2 separate regions of the Anas platyrhynchos genome follow, and region 2 is linked to region 1. Evidence: chromatin contacts called from public Hi-C data. All regions are on one chromosome and are shown on one strand. The core of a region is the stretch at or near the end of the contact, and the rest is flanking DNA. Distances in the headings are between cores, read along the strand shown. Region 1 overlaps LOC101790603 (a long non-coding RNA gene). Region 2 overlaps SVIP (small VCP interacting protein).

Region 1 (6,430 bases), core at 2,232-4,731:
CAACAGAGATATGCAGAAGTCCCATGTGAAGACCTTGAATTTGATTTCATGTTTGGGCCCCCACTCTTTTCTTCTTTCAAATTTGTTTTTTGATATCACTTCCTATTTGACGCTATTGAAACATGTTCTGGGTATTTTGTATCATGCAATAAGAAGTAAAAAAAAAAAAAAAAATAGTATCTACTTATTTAAAATATATGTATCTAAAAATATATCATGACATTTCGTAACATAATTTGTTGGTGTAACAGAAACTGTTAAAGAGAAAATACGTTGTCATGTTAAGAGCTAATGTCAGAAAATCTAACACCTATTTCTGTCATCACTTGCCTTTACTTGTCATTAAGCAGTATTTTGACAAAAGATTATTAGCATGATTAGGATTATAATGGTCCGTGTATACATACTTCCTGAAGTGTTCTTGAAAAGTGACAAAATAAGAAAAAACGGTCTGGGCAGTTTTGGGATGCGCTTGTTCTTACTGTTAGAATATTTGGTTTTGATGTGTTTAAAATATGTATCTAAAAGTGTCCTTTAACCAAAGCAAAGCTACTTCTGTGTTGGAACTACTGTAGTCAAAGCTACAGTAGATTGCTTCATTAGAGTTAGCTAGAACATAAAATTGGCCTTTCAAGTGTAATACAATCAGGGAATTTTTTCTTCCAGTTCAAATTTAGTATTTTTACATTAGATTGTGTGGTATGATCTAAGCAAATGACTGCAAAATGAGTGCTACTACAAAACACTATACTGTTTATTTCTAGAAGATTTTATTATGTTTTTACTTTTTTATGTAAGACTATCAGTTTGAGGCAATGGAAAGAGTGAAAATATATGGACTTCAGTACTGTTCTGTGTGTACTGCTTGTTTTAACTTGTACCGTCATGTAATCAGAGTGGCATTTCTGTCAAAGTATGTTGCCGATATATGATACACTAATGTCGGGATAATTTTTTAAACATTGCATTCGGCTAACTTATATATGTACATTTAATAAGATTTAAACCTTGCAAATAAAGCTGTGTTTATTTTTAATATGCTGTCAACTTGGGGGTGTTTTTGTTTTGTTTTTTAAAAAAAATCAAGAATTCAGCAAGTTAAATGCCCTGAGAGCCTTCTGGAGAAAAGTATTCATAAAGATTTGTTCAACTCATTGCAGGATACTTGGATGCTGCGTACAGGTTTCCTGCAGTGGTCTGAGTAAAAAAAAAATAAAAATAAAAAGTGGGTAAGAAAGCCTACATCTGGTTATCATGTTCCAACTGTACATTCTGTTAAGAAACTAATTACCAAGGGAAATGTGTTCTAAGTTCTGCATATATTGTAAGCAGTGCACATCAGCTGAGATAGCATGCGTATATGATAGCTACCTCATGAGTGATTGTAGCTTCCCAAATTCTTTGTTAGAAGGCCACAATTCAGTGAACAAGATCGAGTACTTGCATCTTCCTTAAGGTATGGTACAAACAGCATGGTAACCTAGATTCATTTTTCATCCAGGCTGCTTTTTCCTTTATTCTTTGGATACAGTTTTTATTTTTCTGGTATCAGGACGTGAGGTGACCTCTCAAGCTCTCAGTCACGCACACATTTTTCACGCACAGTGTGAGTGGTTCACACATGTGCTTAGATAGCTTGGAGGATGTATACTGGAGAATACAATAGAGCTCAAGATTTTTTCAAGCGATTGGTCTTAATGTTCATAGATAACTCTACATGTTTTAAAACTTTAATTGTGGCACTGGTGTGGGACTTGGGGTTAAATCACAATGAATCACTTGCCATCACTAGTTAACACTGGAACTTGTTAACCCCATTATCAAAACTGGCAACACCACCCTCCAGACATAGTTGCTTTCTTTTGAACTTTAAAATAATAATTTAAGATAATCACATGAAAGAAATGCATGAGATGAACAAAACGATTTCATCTGCACTAAAAAAAAAAAGGCAAGGTGTAATTACATATTATGCTATTGCCATTGTTTGTTACTGAGGTGGGATAGGTTACTTAATTAGGTATCAATAGGAATAATTAATACAGATGGGAAAAGAAAACAGTGAATAGAAATAAAAAGATCAAGGGAGGTGCTGTTGCTCTGCGGGACATAGGGGATATTTGTGCATTATAGAAATGTTAAAAGCTTTCAGGCAAATTCAATATTTGCTCTTGGAGATGGGCTCTTTGTCCACACTGAAACCTGTGGCAAATGGGTAAGGATATTTAATTGGGAATATGATTTCATCCAGAAACAATTATATTTTATAAGAATGGCATGAAAATTTGTCAGATACCCACAAATCCTGTAACATACCTGTTTGTCTCCATGATCAAAAATTGTAGTTACCCTTATGAAGTCTTAACGTCATTTCTCTTGTACTAACAGCAGTGTTTGGTGGTTGGCGGCATTTAATTTGCTCAGTATCGTCAGCTACACATATTAAATGGTTTTTCTAAAAATAAGTCCCTATTTATGCTATGCAAAAAATGGTAGAGAGTACTGAAATGGAAGAAACGTTTTGAACACAGGCATTTGTCTATTTTGTATGCTGCATATTTCTGCTCTTGTAGGACTATATAAGCAACCCCCTTCACCAGTAGATTATTAGAAAAACAAACAGAAAGCCTGGGAAGAAATAGTATCCCAAAATTTGAAATCTGCACATTTCATGTCTGTTTCAAATGCATGGGCTTTGCAACACTTAAAATACCTTGTCTAACATGCCTCAGATTGTTCAAAAATTTTTAAAAACAAAAACAAAAACTACATTTCTGAAAATAGTCTCTTAGATGTGACAGTGAAAATACCTTCAGGTCAGCATAACTCTACCACTGGCAACTCCTGCAAGCTGAAGTCCCAGATGTAACTAAAGCACAAGTTAAAGAGGCTACTAAACAAAGCTGGGCAGGGGGTGGGGGTCCCAAACCTCTGGTATGGCAAAGAGATGGGATTAAGAGGGCTAATGCAGCCTGAACAAAGGACTAATGCATCAAAACGCTTCCTTCCCTACTTCCCTATACAGAGGGGAAGCAGTAAAGGAGAAAAAATGATCATTACTATATCAATGATTCAAATATTCTGGAAATAACTTTGTAATGTAACGTCATTCAGTCACAGATATCGTTTCTTGTCTGTCCTTCTGCCTACTCAGGGTCGTCACAATTCTGCAGCAGTCTTTAAAGGCATCCTTAAAAAGGAAGAGCTAAATTAAATCTTGTTCTGGTTTTAAATAATCACTTGTCCCTACCCAACACTTACATCATTCAGATGCAGCTCAGGAAGTTTTTTGCGTTTTTTTTTTTTTTTTTTTTTTTTTTTTTTTTACATAAGCATGTGTACTGAGAAATCTGCTGGGAGCTGAGTAGGATGTGAAATTCAGCAGCCATATCAATTTTTGGAAGGCACATATGCACATTCCCCTGCAGCAACCAGTGACTATGCTTTCTCAGTCAGAAATGAGTCAACCTAAAACATTTAGTAAGTGTATGACTCTTCCTTAATTCCTCAGCAATGCTGTTAACTAGTCAGAAACACGTTTGTGTTCGAACTGCTGCCTGACTGAGCTTTCTCATTTGATGGTCCAAAGGCCCACAGCTATTACTTAGCAATCCTGTGCATTAACTGAACGGTTGCTGCCAGAAATGAATAGAAACCTCAGTAATTCTGTGGTCAAATGTTGCATATCTATCTAGCCTAAGTAGAAATAGAGAGATTTAAACTCAGGTGGCTTTTTAATATATTACGTAATTTAATCTGAATCGTTGTAGACTGTAATGAAGGTATTAAACTAAAAGCACGGTTCTCTTTCTTAAATGGTAATGTTTGCCTGCACGATGGCTCTTTTCAGGACGATCATTGTTCTCTTGGTATCAGGCTCTGATATAAATGTGTGTAGCCCAAAGGCTATGGCTGTAAAAGACCATGGAGTTAACTTGAAATATCAACTTCTCTGAATGACACCTTTAGCCAGCCAGGTTTAAATCGCTGTGTTTAAAGGCCAAACAACAAAAGGTGGGACAGTCAAGTTATAAAGCTGGTTTGCTATAGGAGCAGAGCAGCTAAAGAATTAATTAGATCTACAAGTCCAATGATGACAAAACAAGCTGCAAATACATACAAAACCTGTTTCTACTTACATGCTACTGTAAGAATGGATGAAATCTATGAGAACTATCACAGTATACGTTTTTTCCAGCCATCTGTGTTAAGCTGTTTACACCCTAACGCCTACACAGCCCACGCTCCAGTGGTGCGCTGTGAGCCCTCACTTTCCATAACACGGGCATTCTACCCCCACACCATAAACAAAACCCTGCCTTCTGGTGCTGTTCACATGGGTGCACATCTGAAGTAACCTCAGTGAAACACCACTGTGGGTCGCTCAGCTGGCTGTAACACAGAAGCATCGCTCCTCACTAGAGCTTTCCTTCTCCTGGAGCTCATTTACACGGCCTCAGTGTGATGCATGGACAGACAATAGGAGGGGGGGGGGGGGGGAAGTACAAAAACAAGAACAATATTGTCTTGCTGTGATTTTCAAATGTCCCTGCTCTGTTCCAGGTGTTCCTTCCAGCCTCCCACCATAACTGTCTGTAGGCATTGCAGCCGGAGCGCTGCTTGCTAGAACAAAGCAGTGCAAGAAGCAGCTGGTGTTCCCAGTGGCCTGCCATTTTACAGCCAGATGGAGAGGGAATTTAGCAGAGTGTTTTCAACCTGAATGATGTAGGGGACAGCAGAACTACTCTAGTCAAGAGACATTACGTAAACGAGCCTTTTAAACACTGCCACAGTGTTCTTTCAATGCCAGAGTGTATTTGAAATGCTTGATGTGGCTAGGAATCTGGACCATACCATCTCCAGCAATGAAAACCAACAGTGGAAAAGTTCTGTATCAGATTGCCCCTGGCCACATGCATCCCTTGTGCTGATGGCTTTTACTAATTTGTCTCAAATAGTTCTTGCAGCAGTGTAACAGGAGGCCTATGTTCAAGAAGCATGGGCTGCATTCTAGGTGGCTCTTTTAATGTTTCAAGAGGAGGAATAGAAGTACTCCAAAGAGAACATTTTAGTATGAAAAACGGAAGGCTGGATTCTCTGCCTTGCTAGAGTCTCATCACAACAGATGTTCTTGCTCTTGGGTTCTCTTGAATAAACACTTCTGTTGACGTTATCCTATTAGCAGAGTGACAGCAAACAATCATGGTAAGGTTGAGCCTCTTTTCTGGTTGTGGTCCCTATATTATTTATTCTTCAGCTAAAATCCTGAGTCCATCTGTACTGATGAAAATTTTGCTACCATTTTCCAATGTGGCCAAGAATTCAAAATTTCACTATGAAATCCAGATTTAAAAAAGGAGCTGGAGTAGGTGGGCCAAGAGATTTACATAAATGCAGCTCACTGTGTATATAATGGCAACTGTTATTTTTGTGACCACCAGCAGTACCAGCATTTCCATGCTGCAAGGTGTCTAGACTTTGTGCTGCTGTAAGCAAGCTACAAGTGAGTGTATTACGATCAGGAAGGATTCCCTGCTTTCCCCTTTCACATAGCATTGCTTCTGTATCATGACAGCTTTTTTGGCTTCCTCAGAAGTGGCAGTACTAGCAGACACCGAATCCTAGGTGCCAGGTCACACTTCAATTCATCTGCTAACAGTCTTCCTTGCATGGGCTTCTGGCTCCCAAATAGAAATGCAATTCATGTGCCTCCAGAGCATCCTCCCAAGATGCTGCAGAGTGTGAGGTGTGTGTGTCAGGATCCCAAACTGCATGAACATTTCAAGAAATATTCCTTGTGTCTTGGCCAAGAACTCAAAGCACCCTTTGTTAATGATGTTTCCTGCCACTTCAATCCACTGGCGTGTGCAGGTTCAGGCTAAAGAACAATGACAGATCATCCTGCGGGGTGTGTCTGGGGTGTTCTCCTGGGAAAAAGCAAACCTTCCAGCACTCTACTTTTTTTTTTTTTTTTTTCTTTTCTTTCATTTTTAATGGAACAGTCTGTTACACCATCATAAAGGGATTTTTCACAAAGATTTATAAATAGAAAAATCTCCTGCTCTGAGAGAGGGAACAACGAGATCCTGTGTGTTTCATGGTACAGCACTAAGCTGCTCAATGCTTTTTCATTACATTGTTGTTGGGCACTCGTCAAAATAGCAAATTATTCTGTGGCTACAACGAGCCTGTCATGATGACTCATGCTTTAATTAGAGGATGCCATAATGTGCCAAGCTGCCATGTATCAATGAACAACATTCAGCTTCTTCATCAAATGAACATACTCTCCCTGGTAAAATAATACCGTTAATGGGGTCACTACTCTGACTGGAGTTCAAGGAGGTGACACACATGGAGGAAATCAACACAGAAAGAAACCTGCTTTGTACTTTTTCTGTAAGTTCCAAGCGCTAAAGTTATCTGCTGA
Region 2 (6,430 bases), core at 2,325-4,824, 280 kb after region 1:
CATCTTGCTGAAGGAGTTAGAGCGCTTCTTGTTGTTTGCTAGTATGGAAACAGAACGGGCTGTTTGAAAAACGTTGTCTGTGGAGGGGAAACGAAGTTGGTCATCAGTTATTCTGGATGATACTTAAAATTTCTATGGCATGGTGTGTGGCTAGTAAGGTATCTTGCATAGATTCCTAGGAGGCTGAACTGAATATCAGAGTACTAGTGGATGCTCTGGCCTGCAGTGTATCAGATGTGCAAATGTTGTTTTGTATCCTAAGCAAGGTCTGTTGAGACTCTGAAATAGTTCCTTGTTACAACAGTGAATAATGAAAAGATGAAATGTTGACACATCAATGGAGGCTGACAGTGAAGAAGGGGACCACGTAGTGGCTTTAGCTCAACTTGTCATCATGTAACTCTGTGGAGCGTGAGTGTCAGGGAGGCTGAAAGTCTTACAAAGCTGAGCTACTCTGAGCTGCACCAGAGCCTCTTCTTGAAGTGTGAGTTGGGTCATGTAGAAGCCAACACAGAAACACTTCTTAGCTGTGAATAAATAAATAATGGTGGTAAAACTCAAGATGGTAATTGGCATAAGATGGCTTTTAAAAACTATTATCATATAACGTTAAATAAACATCATAATTCTGGAAACAATTCAGAAATAATTTGGAAATGTTAATTGTAACACCTGTTAATGCTTATTGTAGAACATACCTTATGTTACATTGCTGTTCATATTCTATTTGTCTTTTTTTTTTTTTTTCCCCAAGCAGATGTATTTATATAATTGAGTGGGAACAGTACTTTACCTTATCTTTATTGTAGTGATAATTGAGCCTTCATTTGCATTACTGACTCCCCTCCCTGTCCCCCCCCAACCAACAGCAACTTAAGAGAGAGAAATTCTATGGTAACCAGCTCAAGGGCTCTTGGTGGGGATGAGTGAAAGAGTGAGGTGTGAATATATGTGTGGGAAGGTATAGCAAGCTTCTTATAACTGAAGACGCAACACTGAATACATTATATGTGTTCATTTTAGATCAGTGAGATGAGCTGTTTGCCACAGCACAGTGTTACAGCAGCATCTGCTAGAGATGCTTATGGAGGTTTGATTCTTCTGGGGCTTATATTGTGTACTGCCTTGTTGGCTGCTGACTGGGAAGGAAGCCAAGGGCCTTTTCTTTGCTTTGTCTCCTACTTTCTTAGCCTGTGGGTATACTGGAGTTTGAAGTAAGGTAAAACAGACCTTTAGGATCACGCAAAATTTTATGGGGCTGGAGAGGTTTTTCCATCCCAGTCCAGCTGCTGGCACCACTCGTACCTGATGAGCTTTGTCTCCATGATTGAATCTGTCAGGGTGCCCAAACCACATGCTGAAGCCATCTGTTTGGCTAAGGGCTCCCAGTGGTGCTACCTACCTACCCTTGCGGTGCCGTAGCTTCTGTGTCCTCCCAAAACTCAGCAAGTCCTGCCCCAATCTCTGCCTGGAATCAGTGTATCTTGACAGTACACAGTAGCAGATGGTTTCATTCTGTAACTATTGCTGCAAGACTATCCTGTCACTCAGTTTCAGCCCTTTGATGTCAGTTCAGGAGCATGGTTTTCTGGCTGCCAGATTTTTTTTTTTTTCCCCAAGCGTTTTGCAAGAAACTAAAAATGCTTTCAGAAGGTAGGTGGAAGAGGTGTGGTCATAGTGCTGTAAATCAAACGCAGTATCAACCACCTAACTCATCTGAATGTTTTTGAACAGTTTCTGAGGGGAAGTGAACTGATAGGAATGGAGGAAATAAGGACCAAATTCCTATTGAGTTTAATAGCTACTTAGTGCAGCACAAAGTGGTAACAAAGAGGGGTGGTATCTGTTTCTCCAAGTAGGGAGCAGCTTGAATCTATGTAGCTGTTGGCTTTACCACCTAATAGCACTCTGCAGGCAACGATAAATTGTATGCTACTGAACTGCAGTATGTCTTGCTTTCATTCTGATCTGGTATTAACGTTATCAGAAAACTTAGGAAAACAAGAAGTGTTTTTATTCACCCAAATCATTTCCCAGTTTAGGTTCAGGCTGTGATCGTCCAAACAATCAAGCCAGGATGGTACAGAAAGCTTTTTTAAAAACAGCTTTATCACTTGGTGACTTGTAATACAGAATAACAGCACCCCAAATCCTCTGAAGTGTTTCTTTGCTGTAGGAATATATTTCATGTTCAAAACCAGGTCACTTAAGAAGTGTGGACGTATCTCCTATTTAGTGAAGGGTTGGACAAAGAAGCAAGATTTGCTTCTGTGGTAATTCTGGGTTGCAAAACCTCCTTTAAACACAAGGCCCACTCAATCAGAGGTGATCTGATTTTTGTTTATTCCCACCTTCCAGGAACATTGCCAGGCCAAGAGCCACAAGTAAGCCAGTTGTGTTGGCTGGAACAGGAATCAATTACAAGTGGTGTTTATGTTCAGCCAGCGTGGTAATTTTAAAATAAATGTAGAGCATTTTTGCTGGTCCAGATAATATTACCTGGAGCAGAATAGGCTTACCTTGCCCTGTCTATAGCAAGTGTGGGTAGCATGTCATGGCACACTAGCATGAGAACTTCACACTGCAAATACCTCTTGCTTTGTCAAAGAGGAAACTTCAGCAGGTGTCCAGGAATCACAATTTGCTTGATGAGGTTATTATGTTGGTTTCCATGAAAATCTTCATAATCACTGCTCAAGTACCGACTCTCTGTTAGGTCAGTTTGCTGATCTTCCCTTACAGTTTTGGGGGAGCAATAAGATGGAGGGCGAGAAGTAAAATGTGTTAGTTAGAAATATCCCAAATGACGAGCCCCAGTGCTAAGTACCATCTATGTATCTCTGTAGGACACAAAATGGGACAGATGTTGGATTGAAATTCACATTGCAAACTTTTTTTTTATGTACTTTATTACATCTCAATGCATTTTCATTAGAATTAATTGGTCATAGTAATGTTTTTTAAATACAGTGAAGAGAACAAGTGCAAACAATCAAAGGAAACTACATGTATTCATCATCTGCCAAGGACACAACTTCTTAGCCCTAACACTATCATATTAGAATTGTAAGGTCTCCTTTCTTGAGTCAATTATGAAGGTTAAGCCAGGAAATTCCCTGTGTCAGGACTGAGCTCCTAAGACAATGTGAGACACAATTTCGGAAGGTAAAACAAGTATTTAGTTCAGGGAAGGCAAAAAGCCAATATAGGTCAAAACAGGGTCAATGACATGCTGAGCCAAATACAATGCTTTTCAGGGAAAAGAGTGGCCAGCTTTTTAACATTGATCATGCTGCAACAAGCTTTCCTTGTCTGTGAAAAGAGGGGCTTGAGGTCACTAGTTATGCCATAGTTTAGGTAGCTCTAAATAATCCAAGGCAGCTTCACATTTGGGAAGGGAATTACAGACATTCCTGAATACAGAAGAAAAGCGACAGAGCTTCAGGCATTTGGCCAATGTTAGTGCAGTGTAACAAACCCACCCAGATAGTACAGAAGTTTCAGCAAATGAACTGGCCAAGAGATGACATAATGGGTCTTCTGTTTTGTGTTTTTCAAAATCATCTGAAGTGCAGCACTGCCCTCTTGTGTTTAAAAGGAAAAAGCAACAAAACAATGAATTAATGGTATTTTTAACGTAGTGTTTATGTTCCAGTATTCCTTATAAATACGTATATGTTGAAGAGAAATTCACATCTGAAAGTGAGGAGAACTGTTATTAGACTCACAATAAAACAGCTTTCTTGCTGTAAGTATAGAGGGTTTATAAAGGTGTATTATACAGTGTCAAAAGGCTTCAGTCTGTGAGGGCCTATCATTGAAACTGCTTTAGTTGTTTGTTTTTTTTTTAAAGGCACTAAATCCTTAAGCAGTTCACAAGTTATTAGGAAACTGAAAAGAAATGTGGTAACCTACATATCCAGATACATATTTATGAACTCCATTCTATATAAGGAGTTGGAGAAAAGTTTAATTGTAGAGCTCAAAGTGAGTGTTAAACATCACGTGGGCATGTGAACTCTGCCTAAGCTGGCCATAAACATAGACGTACCCACTGACCAGATAACGTACACACAGACTGACTACAGGGTCAAGACGTCACTTCTATGTGAGAAAACTCATCTCACTCCCTTGAGAGGGAACCAATAAAACATGCACATAAAACAAAAATTGGCCAAAACCTAGTGTTCAGAGGCTTGAGCTCTTAACTTTCTTAGTACACAATTCCACATCTGCCCTCCTGCAATGGCAAAGTACTGCTGAGTCTTCATACGCAAACAGCTAAAGCCACATGATGAGTAAGTGCCACTCGGCTGCAGAAACTGGCAAGTTATTGGCAGTAAACATCAATCGTCTCTCCAGAAGTCATACTTCTTTATCCAACCTGCCACTAAAGAAAAAAACAACAAAATGCACCACAGGTTTATATGAAGCTGGAGGGGGAAATATCCACACCACAGGGTTGTACAAAGACGACCAACTCCCTTGTCTAATGCAGTTTATATCCAGTGAGTGGTGGACACAAAGCTCACCAGTGGTAGCAGATATGTGAACTCCCACCCACAGAGTTACACTGCTATGAATGCCCTCATATCCAGCAATAGGGGGAAGAGATAATTGCTTACAAAGCTTGTGTTTCAAGAAACGGATCCAGCTATTGCCCTGGAGAACTCCTGCATTAAATTTTCACCCAGTTTTCTGGGACAGTTTATTTAGAAAAGTGGTAGCAATAGCAGCAACCAAGTTTATCAGTAAATAGGGCAGCATTTTGCGTTTTTTTAGAAAGAGAAAAAGATGGTTGAAACCTCAAGCATTTACTGTAATTAGTTGAGTGATATTCTGTAAACTCTGAGCCAAGAAGAGCAAGTCTCAGGAGGTAATGAAATGGGACACTGAGGTCAGGGAGGAGGTTCTCCAGTGCTGAGTATCATAAAACTGAGGAGAATCAGATCATTGGTGCAGAAACTGAGAGCAAGACGGGAAAACTAAGCTCTCTGCCATCCTTGCATCCCAGAAATTAAATCTGCTTGAGAATACATGACACATGCTTCTATTTCTATTCCATTTCCCTTCCTCTTGTTTTTTTTTTTTTTCTTGCATTATTCAATCTTGTAGACAACAACAAAACAAAATTGGATTTTCCTTAGTGAATATGAAGACAGTTGCATCATACTGTTTCATTTTTAAACTTACTCTCAGTCCTCCTTCTCCTCCAGAACCTGAAGCTGCAATTCTTTTTTCTATTTCTTCCTGTTTCTTTTTCTTCTGCTCTAAGGAATAAGTGTTCTTAATACCTCGAGAGGAAGCCTGCGAGGAAATATTTGCATAAGGTCAGTTATTTTTATGGATAGAAACCAAACTGCGAGTCCTGGAAACAGTATCTTGTGAACTCTGGTTTGCATGTAAAGATGGAAACAGTAATTAACACTACCATGATGTCAAACCAGACTTTTCGGAGTACTTCTTTATATTAAGTGCTCTTGCAGCTATGTGAGGGAGTTCTAGTTTGATATTAATATATCCAGGTGAACATACTTTAATGCAATTAAGCATACCCAGTTTGCATCCCTTAAGACACAAGGACAGAACTTCACTTTACCAAAAAAAAAAAAAAAAAAAGCTCTGGGCTTTTGGTTTGTAGTTTTTTCCAGCGTCAGGGCCTCTTCTTCCCCTCATGAACAGACTTAAGTGGGAAGAGACAATTTTGGCAGGTACAACTTCTAAGAACTTCAGCTGTTTAATCACCCATTCATGTTTTTCAGCTCTTCTCATCAAATGGAGATGCTATCCAAGTCCTTGGTACAAGTTTATCAATTTTTTTTTTTAAAGAGAGAGTAACAGAGTGATACTTGTGTTTTCTTTAATAGCCTAATAGCTACCATAAAACTTCAAAGCTATCTGCAACCCAAGTTGCTTCATTTCTCCTTCCTCCCAGGAAACCATTTTAGCCTTTTAAGAGCTAGATGAGGACTTCCTTCTCTTATACACTTCTCAAAAGTATATTTCAAGCAGCTATCCTCAAAAAAAAAAAAAAAAAAAAAAAAGTTTGAGACTACAGGAGGATTGCTTTTAATATGTAGTCTCAGACAAAAATGAAAAGTAACAATTTCTACAGAAAGACTCTGAGATGTCACTTTTGTTGGTTCAATTACTTATCAAACTTCCTCAAGACCAGGTCAATGTGGTCGTCACTAATAATAGTCAATTTTTAATTCGATATATAATTTCAGTAACATGGAAGCAACACATGACTCTATAGATCAACTGTGGTCTTCAGGATACACTTTTTCCTTACTCTCAGTTTTGTATGGTTCATTTTCCTTACTTTTCAAGGAAGTTGTTAGATAGGAAGATAGGCTAGCAAGTTCTAGCTACTCTGTTAGATCAATGATGACCTTGTGAAGCTTTAAGGCTATTGAAACTGCCAAAA

The links. Hi-C and Micro-C count contacts between places; a contact is called where the count stands out from the background.
Region 2: a contact with region 1 is called in a Hi-C map of skeletal muscle, with 1.8 times the contacts expected there. The contact joins two enhancer-like sites. A contact is called at or near these places in 4 of 8 Hi-C or Micro-C datasets (F1 follicle, skeletal muscle, small yellow follicle and 1 more).

Annotation. Positions count from the first base shown.
Region 1 is chr5:55,527,805-55,534,234 of IASCAAS_PekinDuck_T2T, forward strand. All of the region lies in intron 4 of LOC101790603 (a long non-coding RNA gene), which reads right to left. It overlaps ANO5 (anoctamin 5), which reads left to right. Exons shown (of 21, transcript XM_038179109.2): 21 at 1-1,036. Among named protein-coding and RNA genes, the nearest start is that of SLC17A6, 16 kb to the right of the region's middle. Within about 2 kb of position 3,482, at least 2 of the 8 cell types and tissues checked have an H3K27ac peak or open chromatin away from gene starts, as enhancers often do.
Region 2 is chr5:55,808,172-55,814,601 of IASCAAS_PekinDuck_T2T, forward strand. It overlaps SVIP (small VCP interacting protein), which reads right to left. Exons shown (of 4, transcript XM_027457599.3): 3 at 5,194-5,307. All of the region lies in intron 1 of LOC119717037 (a long non-coding RNA gene), which reads left to right. Among named protein-coding and RNA genes, the nearest start is that of SVIP, 4.6 kb to the right of the region's middle. Within about 2 kb of position 3,575, at least 1 of the 8 cell types and tissues checked has an H3K27ac peak or open chromatin away from gene starts, as enhancers often do.